Regions from separate parts of the Mustela erminea genome. Here region 1 is linked to region 2. The links are chromatin contacts, called in public Hi-C maps. All regions are on one chromosome and are shown on one strand. Each heading gives the region's core, a stretch centred on a gene start, on an enhancer-like site or on the middle of the called end of the contact. The rest is flanking DNA. Distances are from core to core; before and after follow the strand shown. Region 1 holds the start of CDC42BPA (serine/threonine-protein kinase MRCK alpha). Region 2 has its middle 51 kb from the start of AHCTF1.

What was found. A called contact is a pair of places that touch in the nucleus more often than the background predicts.
Region 1: a contact with region 2 is called in a Hi-C map of spleen, with 5 times the contacts expected there. The contact joins the promoter of CDC42BPA here to the enhancer-like site in region 2. A contact is called at or near these places in 2 of 3 Hi-C or Micro-C datasets (skeletal muscle and spleen).

Annotation. Positions count from the first base shown.
Region 1 is chr17:11,698,267-11,703,478 of mMusErm1.Pri, forward strand. CDC42BPA (serine/threonine-protein kinase MRCK alpha) reads left to right here and starts at 3,948. Exons shown (of 36, transcript XM_032317326.1): 1 at 3,948-4,125. The coding sequence starts at 3,948.
Region 2 is chr17:11,612,638-11,618,061 of mMusErm1.Pri, forward strand. No RefSeq gene overlaps it. Among named protein-coding and RNA genes, the nearest start is that of AHCTF1, 51 kb to the left of the region's middle. Within about 2 kb of position 1,839, the one cell type or tissue checked has open chromatin away from gene starts, as enhancers often do.

The DNA.
Region 1 (5,212 bases), core at 2,698-5,197, 88 kb after region 2:
TCACATTGGGAGCCAGATGTAAAGTGAGGACAAGTGGGGTTTCAACCTCAGAGAGTGATAAAGCAGGTCGATCATTTGCAGTGTCAGGATGTGCTGTGTGGAAAGGGGATGTGATATGGCATGCCCCAGACTTTGGGCCCTGCTCTCCTCCAGCCATCATTCTGGAGTAAGACACAGCAAGGTAAGGGTAGGGTTGGTGGTTACAAATATTTGCTGGTGCCTGGATTCTCTTGCTCTTAGGTTAGAATCAGAGGAGTAGATAGATGAAAAGAGCTTGCATTGGAGCCTGGGATTAGGGGCTCCTGTCTTGTCCTCCTTTTTTCACTCTACTCTCTTCTGGTCCCATTCCGTCTTTTCTTTCCTGAACGGTCTGAATAATTCCCAGCACCTTCCTATAAAACTTCTGATGATAATTTCAAAAAGATTGCGTACATCTGATCTGCAGGTCCCTGAGCAGAATTTCACAAAGAACTCCTCCAGGCTCCTTTCCCAGAGAACACCATGCCACTCCGGCTTCCCAGGAACACTTCAAGCGCTGTGGGGCTGCTGGGGCTGCGCCTTTCTTTGGCTTAAGACCGGTTTCATTAACAAGCATGTTCACACTTCAACCGGAACATTTAAAATAACACCCGCACAATGTGTTTAGTGCCTAGTTAATTATTAAGTCTCTGAGCTTGAATTATTCAAGCCAAATTGATTGGGTTCAACCTTCTTCCTTCTCTTTGTGCCTTTTTTTTTTTTTAAATAAAAATAAGTCCTCCCCTTGACTGTCTAAATAATGTGGAAAAGGTTATTAAGCAACCATCAATACCCTGGACTGTGGGTGGTACCCAACTGCTAACAGAATAGGTAGAGAGGACTGGCAGATTTACTGTTCTGTTAAAAAACATGTATCTGTATCTCACATACTTCCCCCGTTAATTAGTATTCATGGAAACCTCCCATATTTAGGTTCTTTTAAGCTTGTCTTTACAGTTATTTTCAAGTTGGATAGGTAAGTATCTTGGAGTCAGTTCTATGGTGGAAAAGCTGAAGAAAGGGCTTCTTTCTTGGCTACCCCACCTCAAGGTCAAATGGGATTGTTAAAATGTCTTGGCTTCACTATTAGCAACCATGTTGTTGAAGAACCTTTGTTGAGCCGAAGAGATGTTTATAGTATATTGCTAGGTGAAAAGAGGAGGCGATAAACCTCTCTCATTTTGTATCATTTTGTTAAAATGCGTGGGAAGAAGCCTTGCATAACCAACACCAAAACATTATTATCTGTGTTAGGATTAAACATTTCGTTTTTCTTTTATTACTTGTATAATTAGACAACACACACACATAGACGTCATGGCTAGAAATGATTCACCTTTTGTCTAAGAGTCACTCATGTGTTAACAGCACATGGGAAATAATACTGTCCTTATTTAAGCCAGGCTAGTGTAGACGTCGCAACTGTAGATTTCACGGGAAATTCATAGTGTTTTGTGGATCACAGAAACTTGAATGATTTCCGTTAGCCTTCATTTCTTAGATTTCATTTCTAGTTGCGCCTCAGCTTCCATATTACTAAGAGGTAAAAAAGATGCAGTTGTGGGCATTAGCAGAAAACATAACTGGCCCATGGGCATAGGCAGGAATATAAAATAATTATATTTCAGAGGAAAATTATAAAGGAGATGGCAATTTTGAGAGGAAATGACAGAAACGCAGTGACCCAGTTTGGTGATACATTGCACTGCGGGGCCTTCCATGAGAAATTAGTAAACAGGTCTCTTCTGAAATCAAGACTAGAAAACACCTGGAAGACCCTAAATGCTTCAATGCGTCAGGGGCCGTGGCAGCCGAACGACTTGCCGCTGCTGCCCAGCATCTGCAGTGCCACTGGGGCACACGTGCGGGGCGCGCGCATGTGTGCGTGTGCGCGCACGCGGGGGCCGGAGGTTCGAAGCCCACGGAGCCCGGTCCGGACTCCCCGCATCTGCTGAACCCCTGGCGGGGGACGAGCAGGCAGCAGCTGGAGTGGTTCCGGAGGAGGAAAGCCAGTGGTGCGCGCAGGGAAAGTTTCGGGAGGAGAGATGGGCATTGTGCCCTTGGCACACACTCTCCCGAATAGGACGGTAGCGCCCACAAGTGTGTCCCTGCATTTGTCCTGGGAATGACACACGAAGCGGTGTAATTAGACACCCGGGGAACTGCCAGTCGGCTGAGCTCAGGCACCGCATTTGGCGGGGCGGGTGGTGCGCAGGTGAGGGGCGGTAAGAGAGGCACGGTCCTCCGCAGGTCGGGGGGAAGCCTGACGCCGGCTGCTCCTGGAGGGCGCCCCTCCACCCCCAAACCCAGAGCAAACGCGCGAGGCAGGTGGTGCTCCGAGCGCGCCGGGCCAGGCCCGCTGGCGGTCCGCACGAGAGGCCTCCGCGGGTCCTCCTGCATCCCTGCGTTCCACGTCGCGGTGGCCACGGCCCCGCCGGCTCCGGCCGTCCTGTTGGGATGGGGGTGCAACGGCCCGCGGCCCGCTGAGGCCTCCGCTCTGCTCCGCGCGGGCGCGGGACCGACCCCCGCTGGGCCCGCGGACTCGGACTCGAGGGGGACGGCGCACGGAGGGGGCGGTGCGCTCGCGCGCGCCCGCGGCCGGGTCGCCATATTGGATCCGGGCGCGGCGGCGCGCTTCGGGCCGGCGCGCGCGCGGCGGGGGCTGGGGGAGCCTCGCGGAGCCCAGGGCGCGAGCGCGCCAGGCCGGGAAGGCGGGGGAGGGGTGGGACGGAGAGGAAGGGAGTGGCTGCGAGCCGGGCTGCCGCAGCCTCTGCTCGCCTCAGCGGCGGCACCCACCCCTCCTCCTGCGCCTCGTCGGGGAAAGATGCCCTTAGCCCCGGGGCGTGAAGAAGGGGGAGAAGGAGCCGCCAGCGTCCTCTGAATCCGGACCCCCCCAACCCCTCGCCCGCCCCGCGCCAGGGCGTCGGGAGCCTGGGGCGGCCGAGGGGGGAGAGCGGCTGTCCGCCCCGCGCGGCGCAGGCCCCCGGCCGGCGACCCCCGCCATGGGGCGGGCGCGGGCGGCCGAGTAGCCGCAGCCCCCGGAGCCGGGGCGAGCGCCGCCGCAGCCCGCGCTCCCGTCCCGGCCGCGCCGCGCGTCAGGCCCCGGCAGACGCTGCGAGGGAGATGAGGAGTTTCGACCGGAATCCGCGGGAGAGACGACTCGCCGCGGAGCCGTGAGGAGGAGGACGCCGGGAGGAGAAAGGAAGAGCGTCCTCCGGGCGGGACCGGGCGGGCGGCGAGCCGAGGGGCTGCCTCGGGGACCTCGCCCCCTCCCCGGCCGCCGCCGCCGCCGCGCCGCCGCGCCGCCGCCGCCGCCGCCGCCGCCGCCGCCGCCGCCGCCGCCGCCGGGGCGCTCTCCCAGCGGCGGGCGGCCGCCTTTGCAGCAGCGCCGAGCTTTTCCCTCCCCCATGTACCTTCTGGGGCTTTCCTCCCTTTTCCGTCTTCCTCCTTCCCGGGAAGTGAATTGCTGATGCGGATCGGACCCGATTCATTAATGATGCAGCCGGATTCGTTGCGGGATTGTGTTGCACGAGCTGAATTTTGAATGAAGGAGAAGAGTTGTATTTTGTTTTCTTCTTCTTCTTCTTCTTTTTTTAAAGAAGTCCTGACTCTTTGGTTCGCTGTACTTTTAATTATTATTTTATTTAAATATACGACTTAATTGTATTATTCTTTTTAAGATGTTTTAGAGATCTATTTTATGGTAACTTTCCCTCCCGATACATGCATCTGTGCGGAATCGAAGACGCTTCGGTGACGGGAGCTTCCTGGCGTGTCGGGGTGTCATTCCGTACCTGCCGTGCACGACAGTGGTGTGCGGGACGAAGGGTTTATTTTTAAAACTGCACCTTGTAACATTTAGAATCCCACACTCGTAGTGCAAACCATAATACTCACTGAAGGGAAAAGCGGCGGACCCCGAAGCAAACATGTCCGGGGAAGTGCGTTTGAGGCAGTTGGAGCAGTTCATCTTGGACGGGCCCGCTCAGACCAATGGGCAGTGCTTCAGTGTGGAGACGCTGTTGGATATACTCATCTGCCTTTATGATGAATGCAATAATTCTCCGCTGCGAAGAGAGAAGAACATTCTTGAATACCTGGAATGGGGTGAGTTTGTATTTTTCACTAAGCTCCCTGGAGGTGGGCGCTGGGCTTTAATGTCGCAGGGGAGTTACCGTGAGTAAGCTGTCCACTCTCATCAGTCTGTAGATAGGCAGATAGATGGTCCGTGTACCATGTGTTTATAACCGAGACTCAAATAATGGGTATGGTACGTACATTTAAATGGATGTGCCATGAAGGTATAGATACCAATTATTCAAGATTTTTTTTTTTTTTTTTGGCTAAGTTTTTGGCAGATATTTTCCCAAGAGTAAAACCGTGCGATTCAATTATTGCCTTGGTTTAAGGTGGAATTTAGGAGGAAGAACTTACGTTTAGAGGTCTATAGTAAGAGATTTTGAACAATTCTGTGATGAGCAAAATGGATTACTGCTCACGCCTAACGCATGGCGGAATAACACACATTCAGCTGAAAGGTATTTATTGGTGGAAGCATTCCTTCCCGGTCTTTGGAAATCACTCTTGAAAAGGGGAGGAGATAGTCAAACAAACGTCTTAGGTCAACAAGAACTGGAAGGTGGTGATCTCGGGGATTTGTTTTCATCTCCCTGTGGTACAAGCAAAGGAAGCTACTAAACATGGGCTTTCCCAAAACTGTCATGTTCTTCAGATAGCATGACATAATAGTTAAAAAATTTTGTGATAGTAGTTGGTGGAGAATGTTTGGGAACAGCTCCCACTTGAGGGTTAGACGGACTATAAATTTAATGCAGATCTAAACCGGTGAGATTTTTGTCTCCATTTCCCGAAGAGATGTGATTTCGAAGACCCGCTGTAGTGCCATAGATCAGAGATGAGCGGAGCCGCTCCATGTGACCTTCAGGCTTGAAGGCTTGGTTTAAGTTCTGCTTCCCGTGTTACACGCGAGCACATTCCAACATCCAGCGGCTCTGTTGGAACAACACACATCACCACCCACACCTGTGTTGGTACACCGGCTTTTGAGGAGTATTTGCTAAAGAAGTGTTTGTACCTTTGGAATATTAATAATTATAGTTTGTTGGAAAATGTTTGTCCTGAAATGTCTTTGTTCCCAAGTAAAGCTGTATTTTCTTGAAGTAAAAGTCAAGTG
Region 2 (5,424 bases), core at 589-3,088:
CATTAGTTTTCCATACTCTATGAGATATGATCTCAAAATGATGAGAAGCTGAACTCGAAGCGAGTTGGTAACACCATTAATAGGTGAATACTAACACTGTTTTCATGTGAGGGCCATGTACTCAGAGTGGCATGCCTGGACACTTCCTGAGGGCCGATGGTATTACTCCCACCTTATAGACGACTCTCACGTGCCCCACGCCAGTGGCTGGTTGAATAGTATAGTCATTTGAGGCACGTGTCGCACAGACCATATGCAGCTTTTCAAAGGAAATGTCCAGAACCTGGTTTTCACAGCCCTTAGAAACCCTCACCTGTGAAGGGATAGAGAAGGTTCCAGAAAAAGGAGGGCGGGGGCATTTGTTAGGAAAGCCATGACTGCACTGGCCTCTCCAGGAGGGATGGGGCTGGGGCAGCTCAGGTCCTGTGAGAGAAGGCCCACCCTGGGACCTGCGTTTTCGGAGCGGCTCAGAGAGCTCCAGCAGCAGTCTTGGCAGTGGGAGGAAGTAGAGAAAAAAGAAAACAGGGCTTCATTTGGGCAAGAACTGCACCCCGCAGAGAGCGGGGACCAACCTGCATGGGACTGGGGATGGAGGCAGCAGGCCAGCCCAGGTCTGGAATTTGATCCAAGAGTTGGCCTGAGACGTAAGGGGATAAGGAAAGCCTGGTGGGGGTTTAGAGGGTAATGTGTGTTGGGGGGGCAGCCAACAATCTGAGGATGGCATCTGGGTGCCTAAATGAGGCTGAAACAAACCAACAAGCAGACCCAGGAAAGAGTCCATTCAACTATGTGTCATGGGGTCCCCTGACCCCTGCTCCCTCCCACTCAGCGGGGCGAGGACTGCTGTGAAGCCCCACCTTGGAATGAATCTTATAGTGTCACTCTGCTGGATTCTTGGCCCAGCACCTAATTTCTGAAACAAGACTGTGTTTCTGATTTGAACCTCCGTCCATAGGATGACCTCATACCTCAGAGCCAGCAGAAAAAATTCTGGAGTTCATGGGGTTTTTTCATTGAAGGGCAGGAGCGAGCGATCCCTGTGAAATATTTTGAAGGAGCCGCGGGTGACAAAAATAAAGCTGCTTTTGGATCGAGTCTGAAGAGCCGCGCCGGTGCGTTGTGGGTTTGGTGCTGGAAGGGAGCGGCCGGCCTCTGGGCCCAGCCTCCTCCGCAGAGCCCCTGGGGGCGGGCCCTGCGGTATCGGAGCCGCTGGGAGGAGCCGGGCCAGCCCCAGGCGACTCCATGGGAGGGGTCACTTCAACCGACTCTGAACTGTGGTAAAGGCTGAGTTTAAAAATGCAACTTTCAATAAGAGGAGACGTTTGCAGACGGAGTCACCGCCTGAGTCAAACATCCCCTGGGACAGATTCCCACTCCCATCTGTGGTCTGTGCGAATCTTCTCCCAGCCCCCTCCCTGGCTCACAAGGGGTGGGGATCGAACACGCACCCTCCCGGCACCTCCCGGCCCAGCCTCCTGCAGAAGCCAGCTCTCCGACCGACCCCACTAACCAGATCGCGCCCTGGGACGTGTCCGAGGCGGAGGGAGAGACCGCCGGGCTTGCAGGCCGGGACTGGTTCCTGTTTGCTGACTCTGCTCCCGGGGACACGCGTCCAGCTCCTCGGGGATGGAGTCTGGATAAAAGATGTTAATAGAAAGCGGAATTAACGTGCAACAAACACCCGTAAGCATGCTGCCGGGGCGGCGGCTGCGGAGATCTTGGGGTCTTGTCGGCGGCGCCGCGCAAGGGCTGGAATTTTTGCTCCGCTCTAGGCGCTGGGACGTTTGCACAGCGCGCGCGTGCGCGCGTTTGCGGGCGGGTGTGTGTGTGTGTGTGTGTGTGTGTGTGTGTGTGTGTCCGTCCGCGGGCTGCAGCTGGTGTTGATGGGGCAGGAGCGCTGAGTCACTGGCCGTTCAGTGGCTCTTACATCACGTTTCATTGTCCTTTCTTCCTTTCCAGGCTTTTAAGGGCTCTTTCAGTGTTTTTGTTTGGCTGCGTGTTTGTCTCTAGCTTAGCTCCGGCTGGAAATCGGGGTGTAAAATCCGAAAGGCCTCGGGCTTCTGCGCAAAGCCGCGCGGAGGGGCCTGGGCCCCGCGGCAGCTGAGAATGCCCAGCACCCCAGTTCCTCGCTCGCGGGGCGCCCAGCCACTGAGGCGGCAGGTGCCGCGGGCGGGGCGGGGATGGGGGTGGGGGTGGGGGGCTCTCCCTGCTGTGCGGGTCTGAACTGGGGCTGATGAGTTTCACAGTGCCCGTTTTCGTTGTTGTTCAGGCCCCCTTTTAGCCCAAGTGTAACAGGTGGTGTTAATTATCTGTGTGACATAAATTCTTGGAGAGCTGGCCTCTGCAGAGGGCCTTACACATTTGTTTAAAGGACTGTTTGACCCAACAAGCTTGCCACTGCACTGAAAAAAAAAAATTGGTTATAAGAATACCTATTCATTATGGAAAAGTTGGGGGCGTAAACAAAAAAGCTTAAGGGATAAATAAAAACTATCCATAATCCATCACTGGTTGGGGGAGAAATGATCGCTGTTAACATTTTCATATGTAATTTTTCAATGTTTTTCCTATATATGAACTGATATACACATACATTTTACATATTTGGATCCATATTGTACATTGTTTTTAATATCCTATGAATATATTCTTTTTTTTTTTTAAAGATTTTATTTATTTGACAGACAGAGATCACAATTAGGCCGAGAGGCAGGCAGAGAGAGAGGAGGAAGCAGGCTCCCTGCAGAGCAGAGAGCCCGGGCTCTATCCCAGGACGCTGGGATCATGACCTGAGCCTAAGGCGGAGGCTTTAACCCACTGAGCCACCCAGGCGCCCCACCTATGAATATATTCTTAGTCCTTAAACCATATTCTAGAAGCGCTACAAATTAGCCTGGTGTCAGCAAAGAGATGTTGTTATGTCTTTGATTGTTTTCTCTGAGGTCAATTCATTTCTTTCTTTCTTTTTTTTTTTTTTAAGACTTTATTTATTTGACAGAGAGAGATCACAAGTAGGCAGAGAGGCAGGCAGAGAGAGAGAGAGAGGAGGAAGCAGGCTCCCTGCTGAGCAGAGAGCCCCATGCGGGACTCGATCCCAGGACCCTGAGATCAAGACCTGAGCCGAAGGCAGCGGCTTAACCCACTGAGCCACCCAGGCGCCCAATTCATTTCTATTTGTAGGATCTTTCTCTTGCCAAGATAGCCTTCCCCATCAAGTCCCACCTCTGTGGGGTTGCTGAAGGATTTGGGGTAACCATCTCTTTTTCTCTTGGCTGCTGAGAAATTCCCAATGGGCATCTATCCAGGTCAGGGATTCTCAAACTGGAGGGCCCAGCAGAACCTTCTGGAAGGCTCAAAAGAGGGTGCTGAGCTTCATCCCCACAGCTTCAGATTCAGCAGGGCTGGTGGAATGGTGGGCTGAGCTCCCCAGTAGCATGGCTGGTGCCTGCCCTCCACTGAGACTACCGATCGTCAATTTGATTACTCCAAGTCCCCTCCTGGTGTTCTTGGCTACTTGTCTTTTCCGTTAGACTCTTTATCTTGTCTCCAGGCCCTTGCCTTTTTTTTTTTTTTTAAGAATTATTTATTTATTTTAGAGAGAGAACGCATAAGTAGGGAGAGGGGCAGAGAGAGACAAGCAGACACTGCACGGCACATAGAGCTCCACGTGGGGTTCAATCCCAGGACCCCGAGATCATCACCTGAGCTGAAAGCAGACTCTTAGCTGACTGAGCCACCCAGGCACCCCTCCAGAGCCCTTGACTTTAACTGCTACTTATGCTGTTCCCTCGTTATGTCACCCATGCATACAGAGGACATAAATAGTTTCTGTTTTTTTTTTTTTAAAGATTTTATTAAATTTTTTTTGAGAGAGAGAGAGCGAGCTCATGGCCAAGTAGGGGGAAGGGCAGAGGGAGAGGGGGAAGCAGACTCCCTGCTGAGCAGGGAGCCCTGGGGGCTGGATATCAGGACTCCCGGGGATCATGACCTGAGCAGAACCTAGATGCTCAACCGACCGAGCCACCCAGGTGCCCCCAGAAACAGTTTCTTAATGGAGGATGGGAACCCAAGTGTTTGGAGGGCCTCCCAGTAGCCTCCCAGTACCCGAGTGTGGAGGCCAGAATGATCTGTCCTTCGACGTCACCGCATCACATTCTGCTGGAGAGCTGACTCGAAAGGAAATGCACAGACGCCCAGACGATTTGTTAGAGGAAGTGACACATTATCCTCTCCCAACATCTGGTAATTCCTGAAAGACAGTCAGTCCCGATAACAGCGCCGCTCCCCAGAAGCCTGTGCCTTCTCTTCTGGGGGAGGTGTGTGTGGGGGGCAACCAGGGAGAACAGAGTCTATTTTTGGTGTCAGCCCCCAGGTGGGGGGGGTGGTGGGGGGAGGCCTGAGGAGGCCTGAGGAGGGGGAGCAGGGTCACCAGTGCCACAGTTCTGCTCTGTGAGCCAGCAACACACACTTCCTTCCTGTCTGAACAGCAGCCTCTGAAGTTCCAAATCCTCCAAGAGAACTGAAAGGAATGAAAAATGCCATCCTGGGCCGGAAGGGCTGGACACAAGGGCAGATGGACCGATGACCCGGGGAGAGGAGATTGGGCAGAACACCAGGTTGAGGTTGCAGCAAAGAAGACCAGAGCTGGGTCAGGTCAAGTGGCCGTCCATCATGTACAATGATGACTCAGAAGGACCCAGAAGGGTCTGGCTGCCCCTGGGCTGGGAAATGCACACTAGCTTTTCGGCCCCAAGGCAAAATGCCACATGCAGACAGAATAGGAGGGGGCAGTGAGTGGGGTGCCTAACTTTCCCAGGTTCATTGATGTCACATAGGTGAGGAGAAGCAAAATCTTGAACTCCGAGATTGGGAGAGGGGTGGGTATCTCCGGACTGACCCCTGTTTGGCATCTAGACCAAAGGAGCCACCTGACATCAAGGTCTGAGAGAAGCTAGTCATGTTCTCCTTAAATTAGCGCAGGCCTGGAGGAGGGGTGGGGCGGACAGGGGTGGGGAGGGCACCTCGGCCTCGGGATCCAAGGGCATTTGTGGGGCCAGGCCCTGGTTTTGTTTCAGCCAGAGCACTCTGGTGAAAGCATCCTGGGAATCTGGCCTGCAAACAGAAAGAGCATTTCCTTGTGTGGGTTTCCTGTTTAGGTCTGCGTAGAAACCCAGAGGATCGCGTGGCCTCGTAAATCCTCTAGACATTACTGATAGAGACGCTCTGGCTAGAGGCCATGGGAAACTTGCGCCCAAACAGAAGGGGTGGAGAGCACATTCACTCTTGGGATTCTGGGTGGGTTTCAGGCGTCATGTTTTGGGATCTGTAAATAGAGGGGGTTGGGGTAGCAGGCATGATCATCAAGGTCCTTCCCAGCTATGACCTCAGATTCCACTTTTCCCTGGAGGGTCACTGAGCTCTCGC